2 separate regions of the Hordeum vulgare genome follow, and region 2 is linked to region 1. Evidence: chromatin contacts called from public Hi-C data. All regions are on one chromosome and are shown on one strand. Each heading gives the region's core, a stretch centred on a gene start, on an enhancer-like site or on the middle of the called end of the contact. The rest is flanking DNA. Distances are from core to core; before and after follow the strand shown. Region 1 overlaps LOC123443593 (metal transporter Nramp4-like). Region 2 overlaps LOC123443596 (chaperone protein dnaJ 15).

Region 1 (6,701 bases), core at 3,714-6,213:
TTTCAAGCCTCAGTTGAGAGAGAAACTGAGAAGAAGATCAAGTGCATTCGCACTGATAATGGAGGAGAGTATATTGGGTCATTTGATGCATATTGTAAGCAGCAAGGTATTAAGCATCAATTCACTCCCTCGAAGACACCACAGCTGAATGGTCTTGGTGAGAGGATGAACAAGACAATTGTGGAGAGAGTTAGATGCTTGCTATCAAGTGCAAAGCTATGTAAACATTTTTGGGTTGAGGCTTTGATGAATGCAATTTATCCTATTAATCTCTCACCAAGTTATCATTTGCAGGGTGTCGGGGTGATTTCTCTACTTCGATCTATGGGACCAGCAAGGCCCCTTTGCTACGAATATGCGGGGACTATGGGTGCACGAAGAGCATCATCGACGGCTGCATGCACGGTGGTTTAGACAGGTTCGGGCCGCTCAGAAGTGTAAAACCCTACGTCATGTGCTCTGGTGGATTATGTGGGTGTTCACAGTACAGGTGCGCTCGCCGGCAAGGATGATCAAGGGCAGGAGCTACGCATATAGAATGAACAGAGAGTCGACATTTCTAAAGGTAGCCCTGGACCTCCTTTTATAGTCCAAGGGGTTACCACAGTGGCTAAAAAAATCTTTTGGTTGGAGAATAATCCACACAATAGCTGCCAAAACTACTGACAAAAGCTATAGTAGGAAATACTATTAGATGGACGCAACCAGGCACATTAAATGCGTCATGAGGTGGCGCACTGGCGACGTTCCCCGACAAGGATTGTCTCTCCTTCTGTGTCGTTCGCCCATCCACCTTTTATTTATTTGACACGCCGTAGGACGGGTGTCATTAAAGCTACTACATGTCTCTGACTGTTGCTAGAGGCCTCTGACTAGGTCCACCTAACTGCCCGTCTGCTCGACACCTCACTCATGTTGACAATCAGCGTGGTGAGGTGGAGCGGGCGGAGATGCGGAGGGGTCCTGCCGGGCGCGATGGCTGCCAGGTCTGCCGGGGCCTTGTTTATGGTCTTCGCTTGTTGTTGCTTGAAGGTTAATGTTGCCCGGTAGGGTCTTGCCGGCCTCGAGGCCGCGACTACCTGTGTACAAGTCTGGGTACTAAAGCCCCCATATTTTAATACACCGACAGTAGCCCCCGGGCCTGGGCCACACTTGTGTGTCTGATGTTTGTTGGTCTAGGCCCAAAAAACAGTACACACGCACACGCGATCGCAATTGCCTGCGGTTATGATGATTTTTAGTGCTTTCCCACGACGCGTATTGACTGCGGGTCATGGGAGTGGTTGAGCGAGGCGGTTGTTTCGAGGAGTCCTCATCGTTCACGGAGGTCCATAAGTTGAAACCCGTCCAGAAGGATGCTTGGAGTGCCCTTGCTCCAGACGACGCTAAGCTGGAGATCGCCATCACCCGAATGCTCCGGCTGAGGGCTGCTGGGCTCACCATAGAGATGGCGGGCTCTGATTTCCTCGTCAGGCGCATTGCCCCTCTCCAGGATAGGGCATTACGCATGGGAGTTTGTTGGTCATGTCGATGTCATGCGAGTAAGCCCCGGGCGACGGCGACCTGACCTTCCTGTAGCTGGTCTCCCTCCGCCACCAGCTCTTCCACCCAGACGTCAAGTTCATACTCCCGCCGTCCATCATCCTGCTCTGCAACAACTCCCTCAAAGATGCGATAGTAGCGATGATGCCGGCCTGCAACGTGCACGGGGTGGATCCCATGTGGCGGGCCCCGACAAAGGAGGTGGTGCAGGCGTGGTTCGACGACCTGACGGAGGCGTGCGTCAGGGATGAAGGGTCGATGATACTCGCCACCATCGAAGGGACTGAGATCCAGTGACTTGTCTTCAGCAAGTCACGTTGTAACTGGCTCCCTCTTATCAGCCCTCCAAACAACATCTGACGGACAGGAGTGACCCAAAGCAAAAAAAGGCCTCCACACTACACCTGGGCATCCATCCAACACAGCTAAACAAAGAAAATGCTTCAGCCTTGGCCGTTCAGTCACTAGATAGTACAATCAACAGTTTTCAGTCAGCTAACAATACAAATGTAATAGTACTAACAGCTTATATATGTACTGAATAAAAGAATATGGTATGGTAGAGATAAGAGAACAGTTTTTTTTGCAGAGATAAGCTACAGTTCCTTTTTTGCAGAGAATGAATCAAAAAGTTAGTAGAGATAAGCTACATTTTTTGTAGAAATAAACTACAGTTTTTTGCAGAGAATGAATCTGATGATGTAGAAATAAACTTGCATGCCCAGAGTTACTTCAGCATGTATGATTTAGCTTCATTTTTTGCACTCTCGAAGAGGAGGAGGGGGAGGAGGAGGTGGAAGACATTGTGGGCTTGGGTGCTAGTGTCGCGGCCCGCTCGTTCTCTGTCTCCCGTGTCCTTGGCATCACATCGTTGGTCGTCGTATTTTGGCTTTTTTTCTACCTCAGGAAGTGCAACGCAGCCTCAAGACGGAGAAGCTCACAGTTATAGTGGACGAAGATGCACATCACGCTCCCAGCGCCGTTGAATCTCGCCGTCCACAGTCATCGGTGTTTGTCCAGCGACGTCTAGCACCCTTGTTCAAACGAAAAATAAATGCAAATGAGAATCAGCGACGTCTAGCACCCAGCAGGTCTTGTCGGCTACACCTTGTGATGATGCTGATATGTTCTAGCATGCAAGTTTATTTCTACATCATCCAATTCATTCTCTGTAAAAAACTGTAGTTTATTTCTACAAAAACTGTAGCTTATCTCTACTAACTTTTTGATTCATTCTCTGCAAAAAAGGAACTGTAGCTTATCTCTGCAAAAAAAACTGTTCTCTTATCTCTACCATATTCTTTTATTCAGTACATATATAAGCTGTTAGTACTATTACATTTGTATTGTTAGCTGACTGAAAATTGTTGATTGTACTATCTAGTGACTGAACGGCCAAGGCTGAAGCATTTTCTTTGTTTAGCTGTGTTGGATGGATGCCCAGGTGTAGTGTGGAGGCCTTTTTTTGCTTTGGGTCATTCCTGTCCGTTAGATGTTGTTTGGAGGGCTGATGAGAGGGAGCCAGTTACAACGTGACTTGCGGAACACAAGTCACTGGATCTCAGTCCCCATCGAAGCGGAAGCGGGCCTTAACATGGGCAGAAGCAGAGTGGAGGAGGGCCACCATGAGGAGGGGCGTGACGAGGAGACGCTAGCATAGCGCCGGCAGGAGGAGCTCGCCGCGCGGAGGTTGTGGCTGAGCCGGAGCTTGCGGAGCCCCCGATTCGCGACGTCCCCAAGAGGACGCATGTGCTCCGTAGGGCCAATACAAGGGAGCCGGTCCGTCGCGCTCATCCCCCGGAGGTTGAGGGCGAAGGGAAGGAGGAGGACCCCGCAGCTGATGTTTCCCGGCCGCGGCGAATGAGGTGGACAGCCGCCACATGCGTGGAAAGCGCTTATGGCGAGCCAGTAGGGCGCTCCAGGGCGCCTACTCCGCCACTAGCCCCCGCTCCCCACCAGAAGGGGATGTGGATCTTGTCTTCCTTTGGCGCTCCAGGGCGCCTACTCCGCCACCAGCCCCCGCTCCCCACCAGAAGGGGATGTGGATCTTGTCTTCCTTCGGCTGGGGGGAAGAGGATGACGAGTGAGTGCTTGCCCTTTCGATCCTTGATTCATCTTTGCTTGTTTTTTCGTTGAATCATGTTGTTGTTGTTGTTGTTGTTCCTGCAGGGACGAGGAGCCCTTGGTTTAGTGGCCGGACAAGAGGGCGAAACCTGCATCCACCGCGAGGAAGGCGACAAGCTCAGTGCCAGGACGGGAGGTCTTCGCATCTGGACGGATGTGCGCAGGGCGGTGGCGCCGTTGGGCGCCGTGGTGGCGTTGACGGATGTTTGGACTGGCATGGAAGATGCGGATCTCTTTCTTGAAGATGGGTCAGTGGTTCGATGATGATGACGGCTTGTAAAACGTATGCGTGAGGTGTGCGTTTTAGGTGTGCTGCATCGGCTGTTGCTTCCAATACGTTATGCGGATGGATTAGCGACAACACCGGTCTTAGATATGTGGAGTGAGAGCACTCCACATTATCGAGTTTGTAGGTGTGAGTGGTGGCTTTGGGTGAATTGATGTATACTCCTGTTAGTCCTTTGTGGAATAATTAATAAAGATGGCTGCATGCATCGATTGATGGAGAGGCCGGAGGTTTAACCTCCTTTTCCAAAAAAAGAAAAAAAGGACGGGAGGTCATAGATCTCAGTCCATCGACGAGCCCCTGGCGCGAGGCTACGCCTCCGCATCCGTCGATGAATGTAGGCGCGCACGCCAACGACGCCGCCTCCATCCCACCGCAGGTGGAGTCCGAGCGCCCGGAGGCAGCTCACGTACGCTCGACCCCGGAGGGGAGCTCTCCGGCAAGGGCTTCTACCGATGAGCCTGTCCGCACTTAGGGCATGCTGGCAGACGATGTCGCCGGTGGCCAAGTGAACGCAACAAATCTTGCTGGGGGAGAGGATGCCCCTCCTCAAAAAGAACCCACGAGTAAGTCCCTTATTGCTGAAATCTTTGTTTCTGCATTTTTCTTTTTGTCTTCTTGAAATTCCTTGATCCCAATCTCTTTGCTGCAGATCTGCCTCCGCCTGAGGGCACGGGCGCTGGCCCCAGTGTGGAGGAGGTTGCCAAGGAGGCCACCGACGAGGCGAGTCGGATTGCTGCTGAAGAGGAGGCAGATCGCAGCGACACCAAGGCAGTCGGCAAGGAACCTGCTGCGATGCCGTGTGTGGAAGTGTTGACGGACTCCGAGAGCAATTCCGCTTCAGGACCGCTTGGGGCGGGTGCGTTCATCATGACCGGGGCTGCCAGCGGAACAGCCGCTGGGCCGTCAACGTCAAAAGCGCCACCACGAAGCCGATACATTAGGGTGGGAGACTTGTAGTCTGTCACCTTCCCTGGAAGTTCTCAAGGCCATCGACGACACTATTGCCACCGCCGGAGGGGAGGTGAGAGTCAACCCTCGTGGTGGAAATGACGAGGCCAAGGAGCACGCGCCATCCTGTCTTCCCTGGGCGAGGGCTTACGACAGCTGTAGGCGCACTATGCCAACTTCTCGTAGAAGTTGGACCGTGGAGAAGCCCTCCTCGCCACGGCGGAAGAAAGTTTCCAAGAGCGCCTCGCCGACTCGCAAGACTGGTTCGTCGAGAAGCGCAAGGAGTTCACCGAGGACCGAGAGTACCTCGCTAAGGATCGAGTCGCCTTCATAAAGTGGAAGGCCGAGGGCCCGAGGCGGAGAAGATCCTAAGGCCTTGTTCGGTTGCTTTAAAATTGGAGAGGTTTGGAGCGGATTGAAAGGGATTAAATCCCTTACAAGTCAAATTTCATGTCAATTCCCTTCAATCCCTTCCAATCCCGTTCTTGATGGGATTGATTGACATGAAATTTAACTTGTAGAGGATTTAATTCCTTTCAATCCGCTTGAAACCCCTCCAATTTTAAAGCAACCGAACAAGGAGGACGAGGACTCCTTTGCCAAGTCTGAGGCTGAGTAGATCACGCGCAAGGTCCAACTTGAAGCCCATGAAGAGGAACTTGCCGCCCGGGAGGTGGCCCTGAAGGTTGGACCTGAGAGCCGGATCCGGGAGCTAGAACTGCAGCACGAGGGCGCCCTCGAGGAACAAGCAGTGGAGCACACCGGCAAACTCAAGGAGGCCCGCCGAAGCTGCTCAATCTGCCAAGGTCGAACTGGAAGGCAAGGTACATCCGCTGGAACTGGACCTCGCTGCCTCCAAACAGGAGATCTTGAAGCTTAAGGATGATACCCAGAAGGGCACTCCGGCCTTGGCAGACCTGCAAGCGGGACTCACCGACAAGGCCAAGGAGCTGGAGGTTGCCGCGACCACCAATGCTGGCCTGAGCGCGAGGAGCACCCATGAAGGCATCCTGGAGGCCACCCAGAGTAGGGAGCGCAGTTTGCTTGAAGAACTCCAGAAGGAGAAGGAACTGCTTGATTATGCCACGGACGTCTCCAACAAACTCCAGGAAAGCGTTGGGTTGTGGACGGAGCAGCTAGTGGACATCGTCGGCATGCTTTCCACCCAACTCGTAAAGATGGGCTTGGAGGAGTGCACCTTCTCCAGCGATGCTCGGGAGACGGCGAGCGCACGTCTATCCATCTTCTTTCGACAGTTCGTCGACGTCTTGGCGGAGTATGAAGTGGGGAGGGTTGACGAATTCCTCCATGGCTGCTGTGAGCTGTGTCGCGAGGCCCTCCACAAGGTCCCGGTGAAGGTCTCCTATCACAACCCCGACGTTGATCTGAGCAAAGCCTTCTCCAGATTTCCGAAGGGTTTCGACACCAGTGAACACGACGACCTTGTTGTCCTGATCTTTGATAATGTTGGCTCTGTAACCCTAAACAATTAACCTCCTGTTTCTGCAATGCGTGTACCCAAAACATTTATCGCGGGTTAATGGCACAACTTTGTATGCACTACATTTCGTCTGCTTAGGACAAATGTATATTTCCTTTAGTGCTCAATTTTGTACTTGCTTGTTTGAATCCTTACGCTTGGTGGGTATGCCTACCGGTGTGCACATCGGTAGCGTGAAAGCTTGAGGGCAGACCCTTAGCAATCTGCCGGTGATGCCGCCGTAGGCAAGGCCACCTTGTTATCTTTGTCGCGACTGCTCAGGATGTTGAGAAGACTTGAAACAAACTGGAGCGTGAA
Region 2 (7,089 bases), core at 783-3,282, 490 kb after region 1:
CATTGGCTGCTGAGCGAAGAAGACTACCAAGTTCCTCACACTCCTGATGACAGGGGGAATTCTAATTCATCTCAACATCGAATTTTTGAAAAATACTATATTCTTTTAGTTAAATTTGATAAATAATACACAGTTCGAATTATTTACAGAAATAATACATCATCGGCCGCGGCATGGCCGATGGGCTCCTGTCGGTCGAGGCATAGCCGAATGGAACTACTCTGCCTTGGTGAGGCCGACTGGTCCTACTCGGCCTCGGCAAGGCCGACTGGAAGTGTAAGTGGAACTAACTCGCCCGCAGCAAGGTTAACTGGAACGCATGGGGCTAAGAGCATCTCCAACAACCGCGCTAAACTAGCGACGCGCCGCAAATTAGACCGTTTTAGCACGCGCGCAACGCGGCGGGTGGCTCCAGCGGGCGCGTAAAAACGGCGTGCGCGGCATATGCAGTTCAGCGCGCTGGCCGAAACGCAATCGTGCGCCGCTTATTTGCTGCGCCAGCTCCCGCGCGCTGGACTCTCGCGCGCTCGCTCTCCCACTCCCACCCCCCATGCGGCCACGCCGCCGCCGCCGCCCGCGCCCCTTGGCGACCGTTCAGGCGCTTCTCCGGCCTATCCCCGCGCCGCCGCCGTCGCCCGCGCCCCCCGGCGACCATTCAGGCGCTTCCCCGGCCTATCCCCGCCGCCGCCGCCTGCGCCCCCCGGCGGCCGTTCAGGCGCTTCCCCGGCCTATCCCTGCGCCGCCGCGCTTCCGCCCCACTCCCTCCTAGTCCCGCCGGCCCTCGCATTATTTGTTGTACCGAACGATAAACTATTTGTTTGAGTTGTAATGACTATTTATTGTTCATTTATTTTGTGTGTTTGATCATTTTTGCTCCTATTTTTTGAAATGTATGTGTGGTTTGTGCGTGCTGCGCGCGCTGTATTTTTGTACGCTGCTAGAGCAGCGCGCGCTGCATTATAGCGCGGTCGTTGGAGCCAGCGCTGGCGGCCGCGCTAAACCAGCCGAAGCGCGCGCGGCAAACAGGTTTTTTACGCGCGGCGCGACTGTTGGAGATGTTCTAATGGATGTGCGCGGCGTGGCTGATGGAGATATGTGCGCGTGACTTCTTCTCTCTGGACGTGCCTCTCCCGCTGCCTGTTCGCCTCTTGATGCATTTGATCGATCTTTTTGACGCACACTCCTGCAAAAGAAAACAACTTGTGCGTGAGGTCAAAGCATTCATCGAACAAGAGACTTCTGGCTGTCTTGGACGTATCAATTTGTGTCTTATTTTTGGCTAAATACGCCGTCGGCCAGGTTGCCGGTATACGGGTACTCTAAGAGATACGTATACGGTATGCTACCTTGCATGCATATCATAGATGTGGATTTGGCCTTCCAAATTGTAAACCTGCATGTGTTTGTAAGACTATACCTTATACTAGTAGTATGTAGTGCAAGTATAGGCTAGGTAGTACATGCATGAACTCACGTGCATACAGCCATGCAATCAATCAATCCATGTCGTCTTGCTGAACAGCCCGCCCGCCTCCTGATCTCTTTTTCTCTCCTCGTCCTTCGTGCGTGAGTTGTGTGCGTGGGCTTTGTCCGCCGGTTGCGTTAGTTGGATGTGTCTGCGTAATGGCCGGGACGTGGTGGCTGGATGTGGTGCGGCGTGCGATGAGTTCAAGCCGGGATTTGTAGCGTGATGTCCAGTCGGCTACGTTGCTGCCAACAGGAATCTATCGGCTAAGCTGCGGCCGAATAGGCCCAGTCGGCTACACCGCGGCCGATAGGGACCTATCGGCTAACCTGCGACCGAAGGTGTACTATTTTCGTAAAAAATTCAAACTGCATATTATTTATCAAATTTAATTTAAAAAATATATTATTAAAAAAAAATAGCTACAAGGGGAGCAAGATCTGCACTTACACTTGTAGGAGACAAGCCGGGGCAGGGCGCAGCCGCACGGGACAGGGACACACGCAGCTCACAGGGAAGGAGAGGCGGGATCCCCATCCAGGGCTGGGCTTCGGCCGGCGAGTCAACGACCGGCAAGGGCAGCGACCGGGGTTTGCGAGGCACGAGAGCGTCAGGACGAGGCGGTTGTCCCCTGGCTTGATGTGGAACAAGGACGTGATTGTGGGTTGTGTCTGCGTTGGTCCTGGCCCCTGGGTCAACAGGTAACTATTATTGGGACTTTTTTTTTCTCTGGCCCAGTTAATGATCCATAGGTATATAGGCTGCTCCGAATTTCCAGGGTGGGCCGTCCACCCTGTAGCTCCGCCCGTGGAAGCAATGGCACAGAAGATTGTTGGGTGAGCTGAACCGATGGCGGAATCATAGGCGGGGAGTACGGACAGCTAGAGTTGAGGAGAATAATTCTTCCCTTGATCGTACTGAGAGGTTCCTAAGGGCATCTCTAGCGGATTCCCTATATAACCGAGCGCCCTGGAGAATAGGCACCCAAGTCGTGATCACGAAGATCCTAAAGACTACTCCCTTCGTTCTAAAATTCTTGTCTTAGACATACATTCATATCTAGACAAGTTTGGGACGAAGGGAGTACCACACAACTACAGAAACTGTGCAACGTTCCAACACAGTTTAACATAACGAAAACATTTACTTTAAACCGGCTGATCTTTTCCTTAAGTAAACCTCCTTCACTAGACGAGTGTCCTCTGGGGGGCCTGTCCACATTCTCCCCAACCTTATCTTCCTTTGAGCCACATGCTCTTGTTTTATTCTTTTTTCTCCCCTTTCCTCATGTCGGCTAGCCATGGGGCCGAGCTCAACACGAACCACCATACATCCCACACACGGCTGGCCACACTGCGATCAAGCTTCAACCCGCAATTGTCAACGCTACTTCTAAGCACCGACTGTTGCCTTCCGTGGTTGTGGTGAAGCATGGAGCCGCGGTTGAGAGGAGAGGAGACGTTAATGTAACCGCATCATGTTGTGACAACGATGCACGTCAATGACAGAGCTGCAACGCATCATCCATGGGGCGCTCGCCTGCGACAGAGCTGCAACGCGGCATTGATGGTGCTTCAACATAGCATCCATGGGGCCGCTCGCCAGCGAAGAAGCTTCAACGCAGTATCCATGGCGCTGCTCGCCACCGACAAAGCTGCAACACAGCAACTGCTCGCCAGCGATAGAGCTGCAACTGCAACGCGGCAGCGACGATGGTGCTACAACACAGCATCCATGACGCTGCTCACTGACTGACGAAGCTTCAACGCATCACCCATGCTGCTGCTCGCCGCTGACAGAGCTGGAACTCAGCATCCATGGTGTTGCTCCCCGACGATACAACTGCAACGGTGTGGTGCTGTCCATAGATGCCACGGGCAGTGGAGGTAGAAGATGTTGGGGGGAGATTGATGCGGTGATTGAAAGAGGAATCAAGTTGATTTGTAGCAAGCGCCTTAACATAATATGCTCTCCCAGGATGATTAACAATGGGAATAGAGAAAGGAAACTGTGACACCAGGCAATCGTACCTCAAGTGGAGGAAGAAGAATTGTTAATGAATAGTACACGATTGTACTCAAAACTGCTATGCTAGAAATGAAAAACAACGCCAAGTGTACACAAATACAATTGAGCTTCCGTAATGTACAACGGTGGATGTGCCGATGCTGACATTGATGAAAATAAACTGCTCAGGCTCTCCTGTCAGATCTATTAAGATTTAGATTAAACCACTTCTTTTTAGTCGATTTTTCCCTGCCATCTATGTTACCGTTCTCGGGACTCTCAGTTTTGTTCTGCTCAACTGGATATCTACTGCTGCTGCTACCAGCTCCAAGTGAGCTCGTGATAGTTCGTTCGGTCGTGAATGAAGAATGGATGTCATCCCTTTCTCTCAACATATCATCAACCTGCAGAGATCACAGATCTTTAGCAACAATGTATATCAAATGTTCGTACTGAATGTCACAATAAATTATTTTCTGTATTCAGGATCAACTCTCGTAATTATAACAGCACACATGTGACTATTTGTTTTGATTCCGATCATACGCCTCCCATGTCGCTCTCCTCGCCAACAAAACCTCATTATCTTGTTACTCCCCCCTTGAGGGAGTCGTCGGCCAGCCAATGGTGGCCGTGGGGTCTCTCCAGCGCTTATCCCCAGTTCACATATGTTGTTTCTTGCCCGGCCCTGCCGGCCCCTGCAGCTCTCCGGGTTCCTCTGCGCCATAAACCCATCGTGTAGCCGTGTTTGCTTTTTTTTAGAAAAGGAGGCTGAGCCCCGGCCTCTGCATCGAGAGATGCGTGTTTGCTGGGTGCCTCTTTGGCCTTGGGGCTGCGTGGTCTATGGTCATCTGATTTTCTAACGGGTGGGGCGCACTGGCTGTGGTCCAGGCCGGCTCAGATCTGGCATCTCCAGGTCTAGATCAGGTTACTCTCCATGCCAGCATGGGTTGCTGTTGTCATGCCGGTCGTCTCCTTGTAGTGGTGGGCATGCAGCTTGGTCAAAGGTCGTTTGTGGCGCCGCGTGACTTGGTCAAAGGTCGTTTGCTCTGCCACCTTGTGTGGCTGTTGGTCATCGGAGGATCCGCCTGTGGCTGCGCTTACAGGGTGCTCTGATTGGCTTGCCTGATGTTGTGCAAAGTGTTGATCGATCTTCTCTTGGGGCGGGCAGTGTTCATGTCCGCTGTGCTCATGCAATTACGGTCATGCCCTATCTCATACATGTCTTCCCTTGGTGCTTCGTGCTTGCCCGCCTGCAACATCGCATCCACCAAAATCTACACATGGTGATGGCAACTCTAGATCGCATCTACAGAGCCTAATTTAGCGACTTCCACGGGTGGTGCTGGCCGCTCTTCTCCCAGTGATGCTACGTTGACCACTTCCGTTGTGTCCTTCAATGAGCAGGAGATTGCACGACTTACACCTGCTTACTACTTAGGTTCTATATCGCTAGGTGCTTCTACCTTCACCTGTTCAATTGAGCCCCTCACTAAGCTAGAGATTGAGCGACTTACGTGCCTACTTGTTGCTTCCCGTTCTCCATCGATAGGTTCTGTTACTGAATCTTCCGGCACCGAGAGACCACATTCTACACAGCCAGGTACATCCCAACATCTCCGTGCATTCTGGACACGAGACCATCCTTTCATATGACTTGTGATTCATCCACTTTGTCCTTCATTCGACCTCTCGTTTCTCCTATTAATGTTGGTACTCCCCTTCCAATCGATAGTGGAGGCACTCTTAGCATTTTGTCTTTTCATGTTCCTTCCATTGTTCATGTTCCTCAACTTTCTAGGCAGCTCCTTCCTGGTGTCACATTATCGACTCTGCCAGATTATCGACTCTGGTTGTCGGGTAAGTCTCGGCTTTTGACACTGTTCCACTATGGATTGTTGCACAGAAGCTCTGCGTGGTTCTGCCCCCCTCCCCGCGCACGCCTCTTGGTCCTTGATCAGCTTCACCTACCCCCCACCCCCAAAAAAAATCGCCACCAAACTTTCCACCTCTCTTACCGCACTAAGTGGCTCTTAGCAGAGGCATCAGAGCATCTCCAACAGATGCGCTAAATAAGCCACTCACTGAAAACAACGGTCATATAGCATGCTGCCGAAAGTAGCGCTCCAGCAGCCGCGCGGTAAACAGGCGCCAACGCACTGGGAAAAACTGCATCTTGTGCGGCTTATTTGGTGCGCCCGCTCCAGCGCGCGGGACAAGCGAACATTTGCGCGCGAGCGACCAACCGTCGCCTGAAACCTCTGGTCAAGCCGGCCTTCGCCCCGCGCCTCCAACAACAACCAAGCCTTTCAGTCACAAACAAGTTGGGGTAGGCTAGAGTTGAAACCCATAAGATCTCGAAGCCAAGTCATGGCTCTGGAACGTGGATAGCTAACTTCCACGCACCCCTGTCCATGGCTAAGTCTTTGTCGATATTCCAAACCTTTAGGTCTCCCTTAACGGACTCCTCCCATGTCAAGTTTAGTCTACCACTACCCCCCTTAACATTCTCAGCACGCTTTATCCGTCCGCTATGCACCGGCGCTTCCGGTGGCCTCCGTTGAATATGTCCAAACCATCTGAGACAATGCTGGACCAGCTTCTCTTTAATCGGTGCTACCCAAGTCTCTCTCGTATATCGTCATTCCGTACCCGATCCTTCCTTGTGTGGCCACATGTCCATCTCAACATGCGCATCTCTGCTACACCTAACTATTGGATATGTCGTCTCTTTGTTGGCCAACACTCCGCGCCATCCAACATCGCAGGTCGGATAGCTGTCCTATAAAACCTACCTTTTAGCTTTTGTGGCACTCTCTTGTCACAGAGTACGCCAGAAGCTTGGCGCCACTTCATCCACCCAGCCTTGATTCAGTGGCCCACGTCTTCATCGATATCGCCATCCTTCTGCAACATGGACCCCAAATATCGAAACGTGTCTCTCTCCGGTACCACCTGCCCACCAAGGCTAACCTCTCCATCCTCGTGCCTAGTAGCACTAAAACTGCACCTCATGTATTCAGTTTTAGTTCTACTAAGCCTAAAACCTTTCGATTCTAGAGTCCGCCTCCATAACTCTAACTTTCTATTAACCCCCGTTCGGCTATCATCGACTAGCACCACATCATCCGCAAAGAGCATACACCATGGGATATCTCCTTGTATATCCCTTGTGACCTCATCCATCACCAAATCAAAAAGATAAGGGCTCAAAGCTGACCCTTGGTGTAGCCCTATTCTAATCGGAAAGTCATCTGTGTCGCCATCACTTGTTCGAACACTTGTCACAACATTATCATACATATCCTTGATGAGGGTAATGTACTTTATTGGGACTTTGTGTTTCTCCAAGGCCCGCCACATGACATTCCAAGGTATCTTATCATAGGCCTTCTCCAAATCAATGAAAACCATATGAAGGTCCTTCTTTTGCTCCCTGTATCTCTCCATCAGCTGTCGTACCAAAAAGATGGCTTCCATGGTAGACCTCCCAGGCATGAAACCAAATTGGTTTTTGGTCACGCTTGTCAACCTTCTTAAGCGGTGTTCAATGACTCTCTCCCATAGCTTCATAGTATGGCTCATCAGCTTGATTCCGCGGTAATTAGTACAACTTT

Evidence for each region. Hi-C and Micro-C count contacts between places; a contact is called where the count stands out from the background.
Region 2: a Hi-C map of seedling shows a contact between it and region 1, with 2.7 times the contacts expected there. The contact joins two enhancer-like sites. A contact is called at or near these places in 2 of 6 Hi-C or Micro-C datasets (leaf and seedling) and 1 of 1 datasets of contacts at active chromatin or transcription factors (embryo).

The regions. Positions count from the first base shown.
Region 1 is chr3H:239,410,783-239,417,483 of MorexV3_pseudomolecules_assembly, forward strand. All of the region lies in intron 5 of LOC123443593 (metal transporter Nramp4-like), which reads right to left. LOC123443595 (a long non-coding RNA gene) reads left to right here. Exons shown (of 2, transcript XR_006630743.1): 1 at 1-4,518; 2 at 4,605-6,503. Among protein-coding and RNA genes, the nearest start is that of LOC123443595, 7.6 kb to the left of the region's middle. Within about 2 kb of position 4,964, at least 3 of the 3 cell types and tissues checked have open chromatin away from gene starts, as enhancers often do. A contact at or near this core is called in leaf and seedling, where this site is marked.
Region 2 is chr3H:239,900,304-239,907,392 of MorexV3_pseudomolecules_assembly, forward strand. It overlaps LOC123443596 (chaperone protein dnaJ 15), which reads right to left. Exons shown (of 12, transcript XM_045120043.1): 12 at 3,490-3,876. The coding sequence ends at 3,658. Among protein-coding and RNA genes, the nearest start is that of LOC123443596, 34 kb to the right of the region's middle. Within about 2 kb of position 2,033, at least 3 of the 3 cell types and tissues checked have open chromatin away from gene starts, as enhancers often do. A contact at or near this core is called in leaf and seedling, where this site is marked.